Linked DNA regions of Mus musculus: all the other regions are linked to region 1. The links are chromatin contacts, called in public HiChIP or PLAC-seq maps. All regions are on one chromosome and are shown on one strand. The core of a region is the stretch at or near the end of the contact, and the rest is flanking DNA. Distances in the headings are between cores, read along the strand shown. Region 1 holds the start of L1td1 (LINE-1 type transposase domain containing 1). Region 2 has its middle 43 kb from the start of I0C0044D17Rik. Region 3 overlaps Dock7 (dedicator of cytokinesis 7).

Region 1 (4,696 bases), core at 367-2,866:
CTGCGCTACATAGAGCCTAAACCACTAAGGCGGGAAGAGGGAGAGAATCCACAATCCTGAGGGAGGGGACTCAAAAAATAAAGAACTCGTTGCTAATTTGAAAATGCAGTGAGATAATAAACATTTGAAAAGAGGACAGACAATTGACAAGAGGAGCTAGGCAAAGGCCAAGGAAATGCAAATCCAAGAAGGCACTCCTCCTTCTCCCAGAGTCAGGAAGTCACGTCCTTCCCCCCACCCCCACCCCCCAGGCGTGAGTTGGTGGCGCACTGCTAAAATATCCGCTGTTTCCAAAGGTAGAGACGACGAGGAAGCACCCCGCCACTAAACTATTTAAAATGCAAATCAAGCTGCGGTGGAATGTGGTCTCAGCAGTTGGCTCAGTTATGCACCTTACCAGAAAGCTTAGGGATAAGCATCAGACTATATAGGATATTGGATGGGAAGAGAAAAAAAAGCTCACATACTTGTTCAACGTTTTGAGACAGGGTTTCACTAAAACAGTTCAAGAGAGCATTCAATGGTGCCTTTTTGCCTCAGACCTCAAAGGACCTATGTTTGTGCTTATTTTTTTATTTACCTGTCTACTTGAGTCGGGGTCTCTATATGGCCCTTGCTGTCCTGGACTTCAGTATGTAGTACAGGCTGGCATCGAACTCAAGTGATGCACCTACCTCGGTCTCCTAGCACTAGGTTCAAGGCCCGACTCATTTTATGCTTCAAACTCGGGGATTTAAACGATTCTAGGGGGGGGGGGGTCAACGCTCTCAAACATCCCGACACTAGGTTAAGAACCCTCCCTAAATTACACGCAACACCCACTCTCACTTCAATCCAAGACACTTGTCACATTCCAGAGGGACCTTCTCCGTGCCCTGCGAGCACACTCTGCAGCTTACCCAAATCTGCGCCTTCCCCAGGAAGGAACCAGCTCTCCTCAGGTCGGGATTGGTCTGTCCACGCGTTTCACAGCGCCTGGAATTAAGTGCGTAGCCCAGAAGTCAAGTTATGACTTACGTAGAAACCCACACGCCTATGACCAGTAAACGTTCTCAAATGTGCTTAAATAGTATCTGCAAGTTATCAACAAGGACACTGGGGTGGGCGTAAGGAGAAGGCGGCAAAAAGGGATCGAACACCCCGGATCCAAATTCAAGGTGGCAAAGAGAGGGCCCGAGGACGGTGGCTTCTGCCCTGTGTGTCAGGATTCAACAGACACCTTTAATGCCCGGTTTTCTAGCAAACTTTGTTAAGAAACTGATGGAAACTCCTTCCCAGTCAAAGACAGAGGAAAGCGTTTGAGGGTGGAGGCTGGGAAGGGGCTGAAAGCCGGGGTCCCCCAGGCTCTTAGCAGCCGCTCTAGCTCACCTCCGCCTTCGCGCAGCTGCCGCCCCGCTGTCTCATTGTCCCCCACTGTCACGGCACTCTCCGGGTGCAGGAGCAATTCTCACTGCCCACCCCAGGGCCGGCCAGGCAGAGCAGGGTGAGAAACACGGGGACATCTGGGGCTTAACCCTGAGCAGCCTTACCTGAGAGCCACGAGGTGCAGCCCTGAGGTCACACACGCTGACAAAAGCAGGGCTGGGCGTCTGACCGCAGGAGAGACTCGCTGGGTCTCATGCAGACTCCTCCCTTCCCTAGGCGAAGTTTGCAGGTTTCTAGGCCCAACCCCCTCGCCACCCGCTTCCTTAGCCCCCTCCCAAAACTCAGTGGGGGCCTGAGCCCGCAAGGCGTGGTGGCCCACGCCCAGAAGCCATACTCGCTAGGAGCCAGTTAGGGCGCAAATCAAAAAATGAAATAAAATAAAAATCGCCCAAACGCTGCTCTCTGGCCTCACGCTAGCCAGCACCCCTGTCCTGACTTCAGGGACAGAACCTCGGTGTCACGCCTTTCTTGAAGCCAGTTGATGATGTAGCCGACCTTCCGACACCTCTCAGAACCTTTCTCACTCTCCAGGGCCTTTGCACTAGCTTTCTCTATGTAACTTCTTTTCCCAGGTCTTGTTTTGAGAAAAATCTTCTCAACTTGTAATTCTACATGTAGCTAACTCCAAACTCCTTATCTTTTGGCCTCCACCTCCCTAGATAGTGGAGTGAGCCGAGTTGGGGGGGGGGGGCGGGCTCGAGGAGGGGCGAGGGGATTGTGCTAGGGACAAACCTTGTGTTTGCAAGGTTTTCCAACTGAATTGCACCACCAATCCGTACTTTCGCACTTCTTTCAAAGCTGACTTTGTTCCATCCCTAGGTCTCAGGTCAAAGATTAACTCCTCCGGGGATGGTGGCAGCACCTATAGACCTCCAGCTACCCTGAAGGCAGGAGTACCCCTTTGTGCATAGCAACTGGGGTTCCTTTGGGCATTGTAGTGAGACTTCTCTTTAAAAACAAAACCAAAGATCTTTAAGTGGCCTCATTTAAAGTTCGTGTAAGTGAACTATCTTTCTTTCTTTCTTTCTTTCTTTCTTTCTTTCTTTCTTTCTTTCTTTCTTTCTTTCTTTCTTTCTTTCTTTCTTTCTTTCAAGTACACCATAGCTGTGTTCAGACACACACCAGAAGAGGGCATCTGATCTCATTACAGATTTTTGTGAGCCACCATGTGGTTGCTGGGATTTGAACTTAGAAACTCTGGAAGAGCAGGCAGTGCTCTTAACCGCTGAGTCATCTCTCCAGCCCATAAGTGAACTTTTAACTGTCCTAAAGAAGACACACTGTCTCCAACCACAAAGCTCTTTGATAGTCCTCTGTCCTCCTTACCCCCACCTAGTGGAGATAATGCCTTGCTACTCAGCCCAAGCTCTCCTTACACTTCCTGTGTAGCTGAGATTGACCTCAGACTCCAGGCCGTTTTAGCCAACCACGAGCTGGGATTGAGGCTGCACCCTAGGCTTTGTTTCATTCACCCGGTTCCTAATTCCCAATGATCAGGAGCCAAATGTGTTCAATTGCTGCATTCCCTTTTCATGTCTTCCCATTCCCCACTTCCTCCTGGAACGTAATTCCAAACGGGCAGGACTTTCTTTCTCACTCACAGCTTCCTTCACTTCACGGGTACCCAGGATTATGACTGGCATGTGCTACAGCCTCTTGTCAAATGAAGAAATAAGGGAGTCTACCCCTCCTGCTACGGCAGACCAGATGGTCCTGCTAAATGTGTGCCATGTTTTCTGCAGGATTAAGAAGGTTGGTGCTAGCCAGACAGTGGTGTTGCACGCCTTTAATCCCAGCACTTGGGAGGCAGAGGCAGGTGGATTTCTGAGTTCGAGGCCAGCCTGGTCTACAGAGTGAGTTCCAGGACAGCCAGAGAAACCCTACACAGAGAAACCCTGTCTTCAAAACAAAACAAAACAAACAAACAAAAAAAGAAGGTTGGTGCTGAGGCCTGGTGGGATGGCTCAACAGGCAAGAGCACTGACTGCTCTTCCAAAGGTCCTGAGTTTAAATCCCAGCAACTACATGGTGGCTCACTACTCCCTGTAATGAGATCTGATGCCCTCTTCTGGTGCATCTGAAGACAGCTACAGTGTACTTATGTGTACTTATGTATAATAATAAATAAATTTGGGGCTGGAGAGATGGGTCCGAGGGTAAGAACACTGACTGTTCTTCCAGAGGTCCTGAGTTCAATTCCCAGCAACTACAATGGTGGCTCACAACCATCTGTAATGGGATCTGATACCTTCTTCTGGTGTGTCTGAAGACAGCAACAGTATACTCACACATACATGAAATAAATAAATAAATCTTTAAATAAATAAATAAATAAGTCTTTTTTAAAAAAAAGGTTGGTGCTGAAGAGATGGCTCAGGGGTTCACAGCACTTGTTGCTCTTGCTAAGGACTTGGGTTCAATTCCTAGCACCTACATGGTGGTTTACAATCATTCGAAACTCCAGTTTCAGAAGATCTGATGTCCTCGTATAACCTCTGAGAGCACCAACCATACCTGTGGTGCACACACATATGTGCAGGTAAATACATATTTAATTAATTAACTAGTTAGTTAATTAATTAATAGAAGAGTGGGTTGCTGGGCACGGTGGCACACATCTTTAGTCACATCACCTGAGAAGAATAGGCAGGTGGATCTCTATGGGCTCCAGGCCCTTCTGCTATGCACTGTTGAGTTCCAGGACCATCTGAACCATCTGAGCCTGTCTTAAAAATGAAGGATCTGCCAGGCATTTGTCTTGAGTTAGAAACTTTGGGGTTCTGTCTGTCTGGGCCTCATAGCTATTTCATGGATAGCAAAACCTCCTAAGTTCGTGTAAGTGAAGTTTCCCTTTTAAATATTTTACTTCCTCTTTGACATTATTATCTTTTTTTAATATTTTTTATTAGATATTTTCCTCATTTACATTTCCAATGCTATCCCAAAAGTCCCCCATACCCTCTCTCCCACTCCCCTACCCACCCACTCCCAATTTTTGGCCCTGGCTTTCCCCTGTACTGGGGCATATAAAATTTGCAAGTCCAATGGGCCTCTCTTTCCAGTGATGGCTGACTAGGCCATCTTTTGATACATATGCAGCTAGAGTCAAGAGCTCCAGGGTACTGGTTAGTTCATAATGTTGTTCCACCTACAGGGTTGCAGATCTCTTTAGCTCCTTGGATACTTTCTCTAGCTCCTCCATTGGGGGCCCTGTGATCCATCCAATAGCTGACTGTGAGCATCCACTTCTGTGTTTGCTAGGCCCCCCTGG
Region 2 (4,996 bases), core at 2,048-4,547, 140 kb before region 1:
CGGGTAAATAAAAAAGATAACTCATGATTTGACCAGCAATTCCTGGTACCTGTAGCTTATACCAACAGGCCTGGGATCCTCTCAACCTTAGTCAGAGAAGCTTTGTACAGTAGACAGCAGCCAATGCAGAGACACATCACTGCACTAAGGGACTGGACGCTCAGTCCAAATTGGGATATATGCATTAGCACCACCACCATCAAGGCTCATGAAATATCATGGAAAGAATCTAAGAGCCAGAAAATGCAGATGTGCTATGGGATGCTGTCTTCTGAGCATGACATGGCTGTTAAAACCATGAACTCACAGCATAAGACCACAAGATCAAGCCAAGACCCCCGGCAGAGATGCAGGAGGTGAGCTGATCTCTAGGCTTCAACCCTTTACTGGAGTTTTTGACAATGGTAGTTGGTGAGGGAGAGAGAGTCCTCCTCCTCCTCCTCCTCCTCCTCCTCCTCCTCCTCCTCCTCCTTCTTCTTCTTTCTTCCTTCTTCTTCTTCTTCTTCTTCTTCTTCTTCTTCTTCTTCTTCTTCTTCTTACATATTTTCTTCATTTACGAGAGTCATTCTTCTTTTGAGCAATGTTCACAGGTAAGTTTTCTGTGCAGCAGTCCCATGCTGATGTGCATATGGGCAGCACTATATGGATTTAGAAGATAAGAAAGGACGGGATGGAAAGAGGGAAGGATGGGGGGTGCAAGAGAGGAAGAGAGGGAGGGAGGAAGTAGGGAGGGGGAGGGGTGTTTCATTGGAATATGGGGGAGTTGGAGGGGGGAAATGGGGAGTAGATATGATCATGTTTCACTGTATGCACGTATGAAATTCTCAAACAAACAAACGAACAAAAACCTTAAAGACACCAAACTTGTGATACACACACACACACACAAATCAGCAGATGGCAATGGGGAAGGAGATCACAGCAAGGACAAGTGCTCAATGCCACAATTGATGCAAGGACAAGTGCTCAATGCCACAATTGATACCAGAGTGACGAGTGGCCGCCCTACCCCCCAAGAGAAGGGGTTAGGCATGACTTGTAGGCTTTGGAGTTGTGCTAGTTGGGTGAGTGGTAGTGTCTTTTACAAGATGAAAGAGAAAAGATGAGAACTTTGTGGAGGAAATTCGGAAGCTTCCAGTCATGGGAAGAAAGGACACAGAAGGAGAGCAGATGAGAGGAAGAAAGCCAGCGTTCCATCTTGGTGCCTTCAGTCCTGTAAGCTTCATGCTCCATGGGTGTGGAGTCTGGAGCCAGAGGAGAGAATGGAGCTAATGGTAGAACTGGATGGTGTTTGCTCCTTGAGTCTTTGCCACACACCCCCCTTGTGATGAATGGAGGTAGAGAAGGTGCTCAGAGACCTTGCTCTTGGGCACATCTGCATTTAGAGGAACACTGAGAAAAGTGGCCTTCTTGACAAAGATTCACAAATGTGTCGCCATACCCACTCTAATAGCCACTGACATAGCAGTTACTGCAACAGGATTGCACCCTTTTGGTTTCTTGGTCATGTAAGACCCCCAACTCAATGTGTTTCTTAGACCCCTAGAAACAAAGCCCAGCATGGAGTTCTTTGTTCTTTCGCCTTCAGCCTGAGAGAATGATGACCATTGGGTGACCCTACCCAGGCACCTGATCCATGGTGTAAGGGAACAAGAATGTTTACCAAAGGCAGCCTGTAACCTTTCTGTGAAAGATGAGCTGTAATTCATCATCCCCATTTTTACAATGTTTACTCAACTTCCCCATTCTTTGTGGTCTTATCCTCCCCTCACTTTTCGGTTTATTCTTTAAAAACCTCAACTGCAGCTGCTGGGAGTCAATCTCCTCTGCCCCTGGTCGGGTTACAAGCTTGGCCTCAGCATGCTGATTCCCGAATAAACCTCACGCAATATTGCATCAAGTATGGTTTCTCTTGAGTTATTGGGGCTTCGGCTCATCCCGGGACTTGAGCGAGGGTCTCCCTGTAACGGGGGTCTTTCAGTCACCCCCAAACCACCAACCCAGAGTCAAATAGATAGGAGCTCATAGAAACATTCAAGCCTGTGCTCATCCAAGGTAGCTGGCCATGGAGCCAGTGTCCGACCGTCTGTTCTATAAACTACAGCTGCCTCCCCAGTAGTTATATAGTGCTTAGCGTGCAGAACTTCATGCAGCAGCCTGCTCCCTTTCATGACATACCCGGCAGCCACGACAAAACATTTCTTATAACTTTAAAGTAAATCCTTAATTAAATTAAGCAGGTAACCAAGTAAATAAGGTTTGTCACAGGATTACAGGCACAAGTGTGAGAGTCACCAATCTGTCGGTGGGTGAGGGTTGTTACTTCTTAAGATTCTGGGGCTCTCTCTGCTGAAAAAGGAAGAAAATTAGTCGCTGCTTCCTAGGGCTTTAATAAAAGTTCCTATCAAGAAGAGTCACAGGTGGCCAGGTGCACATGCAAAACTTCAATCCCAGCTCTTAGGAGGCAGAGGCAGCTGGGGATCACTGTGTTTAAGTCCAACCTGGACAACATGGTGAGTTCCAGGCCAGCCAGCCAGGGCTAAATAGTGAGACACTACATACACATACACATACACATACACATACACATACACATACACATACACATACACATACACATACACATACACATACACATACACATACACATACACACACACACACACACACACACACACACACACACACACACATACATATATATATATATGGTTTACACACATTACATAACACCTAACTTATTTTTATTACTGCAACTTCCTCACCCTGGGTCTTGGCTCTTGTATAAAAATCCGGTTTGGTTCAAATGCAAATTAACAAAAAGAGCGTGGAGCTCAGGAAACTGTGCGGAACAGACACACAGCTCAGCAAATAAAACCATCTGGGGCTCTGTTTGTCTCTGTTATTCTTCCTGGTCAGAAAACGCTTGTTTCATTGCAAGTCTTTTTTTTTTTTTTCTTCTCTAAGTTACTTACCATGATGGATCTCCCCACCCCAAACCCCATTTAGTACATGTCAGGAATTTCAGGGCTTTGCGAAGAAGGGACCTTTGAAAAGCTCCAACGAGACCTAGGCTGTGGCCCTGGAATTCCACTGTGGGGCAGGGCATTAGAAACAGGGCGAGGAAGCACAGGAGAGGTACAGCGCGTGCGCAGTATACCCTGGTCTCTCAATCGTGGGTTGGGTATGTAGCCAAACACCCCCCATGTTTCTGAAAATAAAATGAGGGTCTGGCTCTGGTATCCGTGGGAAATTGACCTAGTCCACTTGTATTTTATTTCCGTCAAAGGTGCATAATGTGTTGCAGATTTTTCTGCTCTTCTGCAGTCTATAAAGAAATAGGAAGAAAAGCCAGTCCTGAAAAGAGAAAGATGCTGCTGGCCCAGAGCCCAGAACCTTCCTTCTGGGTTCAGACTGAAATGCGAAGACAGCCTGGGTTGTAAATGAAGAGGAGGAGAGCTTTTTTTTTTTTTTTTTTTTTTTATTTATTTATTATTATATGTAAGTACACTGTAGCTGTCTTCAGACACTCCAGAAGGGGGAGTCAGATCTCATTACGGATGGTTGTGAGCCACCATGTGGTTGCTGGGATTTGAACTCTGGACCTTCGGAAGAACAGTCGGGTGCTCTTACCTGCTGAGCCATCTCACCAGCCCCTGAGCTTTTTTTTTTTTTTTTTTTTTTTTTTTTGAGTTTCAAGTTTGACAGTGTGGTCCTCCATGGCCCCCTCATCCTGTCAGACAACAGTCTAGTCATATGATAGTTGTAGGGGAAATGGCTCTCTAGTGTTTATTTGGTCCACTAATTTTAAAAAGTTCAAAATATTGAACGAAAAAAAATGTAAAAGGAAAGGAAAGGACATGACTGCTCCTAGGTATGGTGGAGGAGAAAGTCTATTATAGATAAAGAGGAGAGTAGATAAAAGGGAGGCAGGGACATCTGGGAGAGTCCAGAGTGGATATGACCAGACGGAGGTGGGCCATGTGGGAGCTGGGGGAAAGGAAGGGAGAGGGAAGACAGGGGAACCAGGTGCAGCATCCAGGAGGCAAAGGGTACACAAAGGGGTAGGCAACCAAAATGTCTGCTTTGTATGAGTCTCTAGGGGAAACGCAGCCCAGTCCCTGGGCTGGAGAGTTTAGGGTAGAGGGTGGTTGTTGGTTTGAGACCCTGGGACAAGGGACTGAGGTGCACATTTTACATGTCAAAGCAGGCTTGGCCACCAGATCCTTTCAGCATCCCTCAGTCCATACCTGGCAAACCCATTTTCCAGCCCAGGGGCTGAGCGGCCCTTCCTGTAGAGGCTCCTCCCTATATAATCCAGACGTTTTATTTTGCTCTCTCCTCCTCCTCCTCCTCCTCCTCCTCCTCCTCCTCCTCCTCCTCCTCCTCCTCCTCCTCCTCCTCCTCCTCCCCCCTCCCCCTCCCCTGCCCCTCCCCCTCCCCCCTCCCCTTCTCTTTGTACACTAGTGCCCGTGCCCTTTCTCTAACCCCCACCCCCACCTGACCTACCCATGGTGACTTCCCTGGCTTCCTTCCTTGGGGCCAGTGAACTCTACCACCTTTACTATAGTCTAACCTTGTTTGAATTGGCTCATTTCACCAACAAACAAATAACCTAACTGCAGGTAGGGACTGAGGAATGCTGGAAAACCTCAAGGCCAGATCTGCTTTGATAAGTTAAATAGACACCTCAGCCATTTGCCCTCGGTTTGAAACAACACAAATCAGTGAAGGACCAAGGTCACCTCTGACCTTGCCACCTCCAAGCTAACCTGAATTCTTTTTTCCAAGAAAGGAAGGCAGGAAGGAAGAGCAGTCAGGTGCTCTTACCCACTGAGCCATCTCACCAGCCCGGCAAAAGTCTTTCTAATATACCTTTAAACATATGTTGAGTATGAGTGAAGCTTTCCAAAAAAGGAACAGTTAATCTTTCTCTCTCTTCTTCCTTCCTGCCCCCCCCCCCCTTTCCATATCAGGTGGATTTGTGAGTTTCTGA
Region 3 (4,516 bases), core at 1,887-4,386, 220 kb before region 1:
TAGCTGAAAACTGGATATAAAATTAAGAATATATTAAAACCTCTGAGCAGTTTTTGACTAGTCAGCTTGATGCTAAATCGACCCCTGGGCGACGCCCTCTCCACTGGTTTTGACACTAACACCATCCTCCCGTCATGTGCTGCATGGAGGTTGCATAGACCTTGCTTCCCTGTTTGCATCCTTGTCACTGCCTGTGCTGGGTCTTCAGCTTCATAGCGTCTGAACTTGGTGCACGTGTGGTTTTTGCTGTACTTGTTAAACTTAAGTGGATGCTTGCATTTTAAAAATGTGTTTGCTACCATTTGCTGCTTAAATGTTTTGAAATTCCCCTAATTAAAATGCTTTCTGTTTTCTCTCTCTTGCCCCTGGTTGCTGACCTACTCCCTACTTTTACTATTGTCTATTGTGGTAAGTTCCTATCTTGTGAATATTTTCCTGTTTAACTCTGACAGCTTCAGTGATTTCATTTTTTCTGAAAACTGTTTCTTAGCTAATTTCTTAGTATTCTCATAGAATGCTCATGGATTGATACCTAGTAAGGCGATTTCTATATAATATAAGGTTTCTTGAGTCTGCATTGTTCCTTGTTTTACATTCTGTTCTTGATTCAGTAGAAATTATTTGACTTGGCACAGCTTTTAGGAGACAGAGGGTGGGAGAGGAGAGAGAACTCCCGACCATGTTTAGCAGTTTGCCAAAGTGTTTACATGCCAGGTGACACTCTGTGAAACTCTCAAGAACTCATCACTGTTAACTACCATGTTTTGTTCCTAATATCTTAATTTTCATTTTTTCCAAAGCCCATTTATTATTCTCTAAATAATATGAAATAAATCATTTCCTATAACTCATTTAAAATATTTTTAAAAGAAAAAGTTAATTTCTGTGTGAAAATCTGATGACCATTTCACATCTTGTATACATCCATTTAGATGTATTCATTTGCCAAATAGTTATCAATCTGCTTGAAGAAATTCATCACCATAAGCTCATTTTTTCAAAACAATTCTTTTCAAATATTGATAACATAGTCACATAACATTTCTCTATTAAAAAAAAATACATCCTCTTCCTTTAAAGAGATTACCGTTCTCCATGTATCTTTTGGTATCCAGAACAGCTAGAGCGTAAAGTTAACTTTATAAAGATAAACTCTGATGCATCACTAAAGATATATTTATCCCCTATTCTTTGACCTAGAAGCATCTAAAATGATTGCCTTAAACTCATTACTAAATTGGATGAACATAAATGTGAGTTAATGCTTTGGCTTTGGTGTGCTCAGAAACACTGACTACAGTCTGGCTTCTGTACTAATGTTGAGGTAAATAGTATAATTCATTTAAGGAAATAAAACGAGTGCAGAATTAGAAACAACTGTAATTACAGTGGAGAGGAATGACCCTAAACAGGGAGTGTTTTGTTTCTGTTTTGTTTTGTTTCTTTTGTTTCAAGGATGGAGCATGGGATACTTTTAGGTTTCGGGGGGGGGGGGGATGTGTGATACAGGAAGAGAGAGAGAATGGGTAGAAAGCACTTGTGGGCCTTTAACTCTGGAACAAGACAATAGGTGTGCTGGCTGCAGGACCATTCAGAGGGAAGATCTGTGCATCCTCAGAAGTGCTTTGTAGAGTTGATGTCTTCCTGGTGGCAGACTGGAAGGTGGATCTAGTAGGACCTTGCTATACTGTTTTGGTTTGCCTCATCTGCTGGCTCTGTGGTTAGAAAACTGTAGGTGATACTGGATATGACATTTTTTCTGGGGATGGAGCTATATAATGACTAGAATTGAACTTCAGATTAGAAACTGGTTAGGCTGAATCTGAGATGAGGATGTCTGTTAAGCTACCACTTGATTTTTACATTGGCTTATGCAAGAAAGATCTGCAAAATACAGAAGTTATGGTAAAGGATGGCACTGCAATATAGAGATAAAGCAAACAGAGAAGGAGAAGTAATCCAACTCAGCAGGCATGGTGGCAGATGCTTTTAATCATAGGACTCAGGAGGCTGAGGCTGGAAGATCAAGGGTTCAAGGCCAGTCTTGGCTATATAGGGACTCCATGAAACCCTGCTTTAAAACTGGAACAAAACAAAAAAAATAAGTTAAAAATAAGTTGAATTACTTACAGAGCTTCACAGGAAATCTTAAGAAAAACACCAGAGAAGTGAAGACAACACAGAGGCCATTCTTGAGGCCTAGGTTTCTATTTGTGAGTGGACGGTGGGAAAGATGTAGCTGAAGTAAAGTTTTGATTTGGGTGTCACATAAAAATGCCAGAAATTGGGTTTTTTAAATTTTGTTTTATTTTGTTTTGTTTCATCTATAAGATGAGGATCAAAAAAGTGGTGTCAGTCACAGAATTCTGCCAAATATATTAACGTAATACATGTAGGCTGGGCATGCTGCTGCATGTCTGTAGGTTCAGCTATCTGTAGACTGAAGCAGGATGATTGGGAGTTCAAGGCCAGCAGCATAGGCTAAAAAACTAAAAAGAAAAGAAAGTTAATATAATACATATAAAGTGTTGCTAGCACAGCCAGTGCTCAGGCGTGTTGGAGATCGCTTGTGTTGCTGCTGTGTTTATACGATTGACATTACCATTACTCTCACGTGAAATCTGTTGGTTTTGTTGATGATGCTGATATAATGGGGATCAGACCCATAGACATGTCTAGACAAATACTGGAGTACTGAGCTATCCCTAGCTCCTGTTGAAATCAACATAAAATTTAAGCAAAAAGGTCATGTACAGTGGCACACCCTATAACCCCACCCATTCCAGAGGAGGGGGCAAAAGGATTACTAGTTCAAGGCCAATCTGGAAATTTTATCGAAGTCTTATCTCAACATAGAAAAGGAAAAGGAAAAAGAAATGAGGTGCCATCCATTGCTAGAGTGCTTGCCAGGGCATGGAAGGCACTGGATCAACCCCTCAAAGAAATCAGTTAATGAGTTGTTCCATTTAATATGTTCCCAAGTAGAAATCTCGGCCAGAAGAATCTGGCTGAAAGTGTTTAGAAAGAATAGGCCTAACGGAAGGAAAAGGAGATGAGCAATGTGTCCAATGCTGGCACGCCTGTGTGGAAGTCAGGCAGTGTAGGAAACAGCCAAGTGTCCTGGGGCAAGTGCTCCAGCCCAACAGGGCCCTTCCTTAGCAAAGAGAACAAAGCTAGACACATGTAAATGTGGCTGGTGTGGAATGTAGTTTGCTTTGCTGGTGCCTAGTCTCATCTTAACCTACAGAGCTAAGGAAAACATGAGTAAAACCACTTATGAAGAATAAGCTATATCTAGTGTGGGAGTGGTGTGAAATTCAGAATGAATTCTAAACAGTAAAGGAAATAATGCTAACTTACAGGAAAGTTATTCAAAACCAAAGCAGGTATCAAAACAAAAGAAAATGAAGTGGAAGGAATTGTTTTTGCTGCAAGTGAAGCTACATGATTGTGCTTTAAAAAGTGGGTACCGGCCTGTAGGTGAGCAGTGGAGAAATCTAAACCAAAACACCATTACTCAGACTATGAGCCGCTCTTGGTGTGTGCCCACCCTCTACAGCACACCCGTGTGCACACGCACCATCCAAGGACTCCTTGCCATTTTTCTGTTGCTCTTGTCTCCTGTGTTTCTATTGATTTTTCTCTGCTCCACCCACTCTGTTCTCCATTCTGTTCCTCAAATCCCTCAGGTCAGCTCTTGTCTCAGGGCCTCTGCACTGGCTCTCCATCTGGCTGGAGTATATTTCCCCAGAAATCAATGTAAATAGCTTTCTAGCTCTTTCCTCATCTGTCACTTGCTTGATGAGACCTCTCTCTGTTTCTCGCTGGTCAAGTCATATGTGATGTATACATATGCCTGATGTATCTTAGGTATTCCATCAATACTTGGATGGATGGTTGGATGATTTCCTTCACATATGTTCCCTTTTAGGATTGGAGCTAACTTTTTTTCCTCCTGTATCTACTGGAGAGGCCCCTCCTTTTTCCTCTGTCCACCTGCCCCCCCTTTTTAATGTTGAGCCCCGTGGATGGCTAGAACCCTAACTGTGATTTGGCTCCAACAAAATTAATCTTCTGTTCTTGATAGTACTCATTACAGTATGTACTAATTTAAATTGTAACATTTGATTTCATATTTTATTCTTTTGAGGAGGAAGTCTTATTTTTATTCTGTCAGTGAAGATATAGCTAAAATAACAATATCAATACAAAAAGTATGTTTAAAGAGGTAGTTAAGTTTTAGTCAGATTTAGGCAATGAGCCATAGGACCTTCCCAGTTAGGGCACATCACAAGATTGTGTGGGTTTTGGGATCATACGCATTATGGGGTGTCTCTGGAAAGACCAATAAAATTGAAGAAAGTTAGTATTATACCATGATTGAGAGTTGGAAAGTTTAGCTAAGGGAAGTGAATCCTAATTACTGTCTTTAAATATTAAGGATTGAAAATAATATTTTAACCTGGAAGCCTCTGAAGCCATACAGCTAGAGTATAATATTCTAATATTTTTGGTT

The links. HiChIP or PLAC-seq counts read pairs in DNA pulled down with a chosen protein or histone mark.
Region 2: a contact with region 1 is called in an H3K27ac HiChIP or PLAC-seq map of embryonic stem cells, with 17 read pairs. The contact joins the enhancer-like site here to the promoter of L1td1 in region 1. A contact is called at or near these places in 15 of 39 promoter capture datasets (the 3T3-L1 cell line, the C10 cell line, the HPC-7 cell line and 8 more), 1 of 15 datasets of contacts at CTCF or cohesin (embryonic stem cells), 11 of 484 Hi-C or Micro-C datasets (cerebellar granule neurons, embryonic fibroblasts, embryonic stem cells and 5 more), 23 of 115 datasets of contacts at active chromatin or transcription factors (a beta-TC-6 cell line, craniofacial prominence, differentiating embryonic stem cells and 9 more) and 2 of 9 other capture datasets (adipose tissue and pancreatic islet).
Region 3: a contact with region 1 is called in an H3K4me3 HiChIP or PLAC-seq map of embryonic stem cells, with 26 read pairs. The contact joins the enhancer-like site here to the promoter of L1td1 in region 1. A contact is called at or near these places in 8 of 115 datasets of contacts at active chromatin or transcription factors (embryonic stem cells, epiblast stem cells, neural tube and 1 more) and 3 of 9 other capture datasets (adipose tissue, embryonic stem cells and pancreatic islet).

What each region holds. Positions count from the first base shown.
Region 1 is chr4:98,723,674-98,728,369 of GRCm38.p6, reverse strand. L1td1 (LINE-1 type transposase domain containing 1) reads right to left here and starts at 1,616. Exons shown (of 5, transcript NM_001081202.1): 1 at 1,530-1,616; 2 at 900-975.
Region 2 is chr4:98,863,937-98,868,932 of GRCm38.p6, reverse strand. No RefSeq gene overlaps it. Among named protein-coding and RNA genes, the nearest start is that of I0C0044D17Rik, 43 kb to the right of the region's middle. Within about 2 kb of position 3,297, at least 21 of the 459 cell types and tissues checked have an H3K27ac peak or open chromatin away from gene starts, as enhancers often do. A contact at or near this core is called in differentiating embryonic stem cells, embryonic stem cells and neural progenitor cells, where this site is marked.
Region 3 is chr4:98,948,156-98,952,671 of GRCm38.p6, reverse strand. All of the region lies in intron 43 of Dock7 (dedicator of cytokinesis 7), which reads left to right. Among named protein-coding and RNA genes, the nearest start is that of Usp1, 27 kb to the right of the region's middle. Within about 2 kb of position 3,136, at least 17 of the 459 cell types and tissues checked have an H3K27ac peak or open chromatin away from gene starts, as enhancers often do. A contact at or near this core is called in embryonic stem cells, where this site is marked.